Regions from separate parts of the Sus scrofa genome. Here region 2 is linked to region 1. The links are chromatin contacts, called in public HiChIP or PLAC-seq maps. All regions are on one chromosome and are shown on one strand. The core of a region is the stretch at or near the end of the contact, and the rest is flanking DNA. Distances in the headings are between cores, read along the strand shown.

The links. HiChIP or PLAC-seq counts read pairs in DNA pulled down with a chosen protein or histone mark.
Region 2: an H3K27ac HiChIP or PLAC-seq map of alveolar macrophages shows a contact between it and region 1. The contact joins the promoter of PML here to the promoter of CCDC33 in region 1. A contact is called at or near these places in 5 of 47 Hi-C or Micro-C datasets (embryonic fibroblasts, epiblast stem cells, liver and 2 more) and 1 of 2 datasets of contacts at active chromatin or transcription factors (alveolar macrophages).

Annotation. Positions count from the first base shown.
Region 1 is chr7:59,222,721-59,225,385 of Sscrofa11.1, forward strand. It overlaps CCDC33 (coiled-coil domain-containing protein 33), which reads right to left and starts at 1,350. Exons shown (of 9, transcript XM_021099064.1): 1 at 175-1,350. The coding sequence starts at 243. All of the region lies in intron 1 of LOC102162300 (a long non-coding RNA gene), which reads left to right.
Region 2 is chr7:59,448,816-59,451,480 of Sscrofa11.1, forward strand. PML (protein PML) reads right to left here and starts at 1,340. Exons shown (of 10, transcript XM_001925572.5): 1 at 1,147-1,340; 2 at 1,098-1,144. The coding sequence starts at 1,231. STOML1 (stomatin-like protein 1) reads left to right here. Exons shown (of 8, transcript XM_021099072.1): 1 at 1-449; 2 at 739-770.

The DNA of each region.
Region 1 (2,665 bases), core at 100-2,599:
CCTGTGAACACGGGCATCTAGGGCTCAACACCTGCAGGCCTGATCTTCTAATCTTCCCTCTACCTTGCTCTGGGAACCCTTTTACTGGTTGCCAGGCAACACATCCCAACACACCTGGCTGTTAGGTGAACCAACCCACGCTCCCAGAACTGGTGGGTGTTGGGGCAGACTTACAGAGCAGCTGTCAAGGAGGCCTGGGGCAGCCTTGGGGGCCAGAGCGGATGGGGACTCTGCCTCCCCCATCTTTCCTGCTAGCAGTTCTGTTCCCTAGGATGGGTCCTCAGGGACTGTTGCTACAACAAGTGCCTGCCTAGTGACCAAGCCCAGCCCTGAGCTGGAAGCAGGCAGGCCCAAGGGGCCACTTCCCCATTGTTTCAGGGTGGGGGCATCTGGGTGGGGTGACTAGAATCATGCTAGCTCATTCCTTGGCCAGAAAACTGCAAGGAGATGGCAGGGCCTGGAAGGGCTAGGGGGCCAGGAGGCCAGGAAAGGGGCAAGGTCCTGAATGGCTCTGGCCTTCTGCCTCCTCAACCCCAGTCTCAGCCTCCCCCTGCCCTGCATCTAAACCTCAGTCTCCCCTTAGCTTCCCCTCTCCATCTCCGTGGTCTCTGCCCCTTGGTTACCCCATACCCTCAATCTCCCCCTCCTTTTTCCCCTCAGCCGCCTCCTGTTTCTGGCCCTTGGCTTCCCCTCTCTGCAGCACTTGCACCCTCAGCAATCCCTCCACAGCAACCCAGGCTAGACTCACTCTTCTCCTGCAGCTGCACACAGAGGCCTAGGGCCCCACGCCTGCCCCCTGGGCTTGCCCATCTCTGCTTTCCTGATAGTCTGGACAAATTCCTTTCCTGTTAGTTCAGTTGAGACAACATGGGTGGATGTTTTTAAAAGGAACTCACTGGGAAGCGAATGGAAAACAAACCCAAACAAGGCAACTCGCCACTTAGAAACGGCCTTGGTCACTAAGGCAGAGCCATCTGCCCTAACTGCCCTTGGCCTGGGTTGCAGAAACACCCACCTAGGGCATGGAGGGGTCTGTCTGGCTTTTCCCCAGCTGAGTTGGGTCCAGCCTGTCCCAGGCAAGTTTGGTCCCAAAGCCTTTCCTAATAGCTACTCCCCTCATCTGTACCTAGCAAAATTCCTGAACAAAGTTGGGACTCCATAAATATTTGTTGATCTGTTTAACGAATAGATAGAAGAATGTTGGGGGTTTCTGGGGTTTCAACGGTGGCACAAGAATCATCCCTGCCTGGAAAGTCCAAGACAGGGGGTTTCTGGGGTTTCAATAGTGGCATGAGAATCATCCCTGCCTGGAAAGTCCAAGACATACAGATTTTTTTTTTTTTTTTTTGGTCTTTTTAGAGCCCCACCTGTGGCATACAGAGGTTCCCAGGCTAGGGGTCCAATTGGAGCTGTACCCACCGGCCTCCACCACAGCCATAGCAATGCCAGATTTGAGCCACATCTGTGGCCTATACCACAGCTCACGGCAACGCCAGATCCTTAACTCAATGAGCAAGGCCAGGGATCAAACCCACAACCTCATGGTTCCTAGTCAGATTCGTTTCTGCTGTGCCACGACAGGAACTCCTTTATTTTTTATTTTTTATTATTTTTTTATTTTTTAGCTTGACCTTTTTCAAAAGCAGGCACCCCGACCCTTGGCTGCTGGGTGCTAGCATAGGACTCTATATGGTTGGGGGTCTCTGGCCTCTGTCAGTGGTGTAGGGGGGATCTTACTCTCTTCCTCTGTAGGCCTCATTTTTTATTTAATTTACTTTAAGACCCTAGAGAGTTCACTGTTTTTTAATGGGGTTTCTTCCTCTGTTTAATAGGGATGGGGCAGGGGAGTTGGCTGGGACTGGGAGCCATAGAAAGACAGTGGGTTTCAAGTTTGCTCAGTGCTGTGTTCGAGTCCCACTCTGAGCCTCGGTTTCATCCTCTGTGAGATGGAAAATGTGACTGCACCATCTCCTGGAGCCTTTGGGGATGTACTGCGGTTATGGGGAAAAGTTCCAAGCATAGTGCCTGGCATGTGATTGGCTCAGGAAATATTAGTCCCTCCTCTGTGGGACTCACGGAGGCCCTGGAGGTTCCAATACTATTCTAGGGAAATGGAAACAAGGCTTGTGATGGGGATGGCCAACCTCTCCGGTGGCATCACCCACCCAGTTGGCACCCCAGATGTGGGCCTAGACCTTCCTGATCCTGCCCTTCTGCCTCCCCATAGGGTATATGGGCTGTTGTGTGTACATCCCCTGTCCCAAGACCCAGGGGCAGAAGCCTGGGATAAAGACAAAGCCAGACTTATGCCCCCCTCCCAGCCCAGCCTTCAGCTGCCCCCTCGCTGAGAGGGGCCCAAGGCTCCCAGGCCCGCTGCACTGCCAATCGATTGAATCTGCTCCCATCCTCAGGCGTGCCATGAATTTTTCATCAAAAGCCTGTAGACTTTGGGAAACGCACAATTAGAAGCCCCATCAATAATGTACCATGCAGAGGCATTGCTGTGCTCAGCCAGGCTCCCGACATGGCTGTCTTCCAGCCCTGCTCTGGTGGGAGGCAGGAGGGAAACTGAGTGGAGCCCTCGGGGGCTCTGTCACTGGACACAGAGCACGTGTGGGATGCTTGGAGGGAGGGGAAGCTGTACCCAAAGGCTTGAACATACCCG
Region 2 (2,665 bases), core at 90-2,589, 230 kb after region 1:
ATACAAAGGGAAAAATGTTGTAGGATTAAACTTATATGAAATATCCAGACTAGGCAAAATCAGAGACAAAAAGTAGATTAGAGGCTCTCAGCCACTGGGGGAAGAGGGGAATAAGGAACTATTACTTAGACGGTACAGACTTTGGATGAAAAAACTCAGGAAAGATATGGGTGATGGTTACACAACATTACCAACGGCTTGAAGCCACTGGCTTTTACACTTAGAAAAGGATAAAACACACATAACACATAGATGTTATTGTATTTTACTACCAAAAAAATGCTAAACACAATACGTGGCACATGAAAAGTGTTCATAAAGGTTAACGGTATTGTTAATATTATTCCTGGGTGTGATAAAGCAGATAATAAAAGTTACTGCAATGTGGTCTTACGTGTACTTTCAAGAGGAAGAGTAAAAAGGGCCTGTTAGAACACAGAGCAAGTGATGTAAGTAGTTCCTTTGATGTGGGAGGCTGGGGAGTCTGTGCAGGAGGAGACTAATAAACTCCTATTAAACCCTTTGGGGATGGGGGTTGGGAGGGCAGAGGACTCGGAGAAAAGGATCCAAGAAGCTTCCTAAAGGGGGAACCACAGGAACTTGAGGCCTTAGCCAAGACACCTACCTCTCTGCCACTTTCTGATCTAAGAACTAGGGTTCTGGTTTTTCAACGCCTGGGACATACTCGGGGCTCCCAAGCCAGTGCAATAAGGCTGCTATTTCCTTTCGTCCTAACAGGTGGGGTCTTTCACCTGAGGCAGGGATAAGAGGTAAGTCGCCAGCGTGGGCGCAAGAGTCTGGTCTCCAGTGCCACTGACCCTCAGCATCTCACCCCGCTGCTAGTAGAGAATCACAGTCCAGAGAGGCCCACCTAACTCATCCTGGTCCCCTTTTCTACTTTCGCGCATCCCTACCCCAATCGAGAAGGTCAGAACCCTTGGGCCTGATCTTCCCTCTTTGTGTCACTCTTTAAGGTACCTGACCAAGTTTCCTTGTCCTTTCCCATCTGTTCTCCCCCACCCACCCACCCCTACCCCGTCCTCCGACCAAAGCAAATCAACAAAGCCTAAACCCCATCTCCCCAAACGCAGTAGTACCTCTGTGGGGCTGGGGCTGGGGCTGGGCTGGTGTCCTTCGGTGGGGGCTCCGGGGGCGGCATGGTGGGGGCCTGGGGCAGTACGGGGTTCTGCTGGGGCCCCGGAGATCGGGCGGGTGCCGGTTCCTGCTGCATGGAATCCAGCGCAGTTTCGTTTCTCGGTTTTGATCTGGGAGGGCGGGAGAAGCTGAACCAGAGGCGTGCGCGAGAGCACTGAGTTCCCGGAGCAGTTCAAAGGGGAGGTGCCCGCTCTGGGCCCGCCTCCCGAGAGGAAGTGAGACGCGAGCTGTGGGGGGAGGCTCTAGGGCGGAGAGGCCAACTGTGGGTTTTGAAGGCTCGTCCAGAACGGGGAGCAGGGAGAGGGAGGAGAGGAGTAGACTCAGAGGTGGACTTTGGCAGAACTGACCCCGAGGGAGGCAGCCCCCGCCCTCGGCTTTGAAACGTTCATTCAGCTCACACTGGCTCAGCTTTTGTGCCAGCCCTCCGCGGGGAGCCGGGGCCGCAAGGATCTCATTCCCTGCTTTGGAAGAGCAGGCCCCTCCGTGGAGATTTTTCACACAGTATTGAGACTAGCTGGAAAGGAAGTGTCTCACTGGGACTTGAAGGAATGGTGGGAATTTACCAGGGATTCAGAGATTGCAGGACTCTTTACACAGAGAGAACAGCACGTGCAAAGGCGTGGAGGTTTGAAACAGGAGTGCCTGTTTAGAAACTAGTTTTGGTTATTTTCAGATTTAAGAGGGGACCCATGTAATGTCAGCCTAGGAATGGGCTGGGGCAAGATGGTAGCTAGGGAGACCCGACCTGTACTGTGGGCAATAGAGAGTCAGTGAAGGGTTTGGAAGCCAGGAGCAACAGGATCCTTTGCGTATGCTGGGACAGTCACTCTGACGACCAGGGCCCAGTGGTCTGGTCTAGGACAGTGGCTGTGGGATGCCTGGGAGGACCTGAGTCAGAGACACTGGGAGTAGACTGTGTGGAGATGAGGGGAATGGGACGATGCCCTGTGTGACCATTGGAAGGGCTGGTGAATCCGAGGCAGTAGAGAGTGGGGAAAGCTGGCAAGCAGGAATGGGAAAAGTGAGGGGAGAGCAGGTTTGCTCTTGGCCAAAGGAGAAGCCCAGGCCCCCAGCTGGTGTGGGGAGAAAGCACAACTCCAGGTGGCATCACTGGGCCAATGCCGCTGTCTTCAAACTTCAAAGCATCCCAGCCATTGTGCGGACTCCCATTCCTGTTCTGTACCCATTCTGTGCTCAGCTCCAGCTTGGGACAGACTATAGAGGGATGATAACAGGGCCTTGCTCTTGTAAAGCTTATAGTAGGGAAGGATAACTAACTTCCCAGGGACAGTGAGAAGCCTCAGGAACCTACCCTATCCTGCAGCTTGATCAGTAAGGAGTCATCTGCAGAAGGGACCTGGAAGTGGTCTATGGCTGAGGGGCCTGAAGAGGCAGGAGTGGCATGTGTGAGACAAGGAAAGCTTTTTAATTTCTTTGCCCACTTTGGGAGACAGACTGCCCAAAATCTTGTTGGAAATTACTGCTTCTCAGAGTAAATTCACCATTTGCA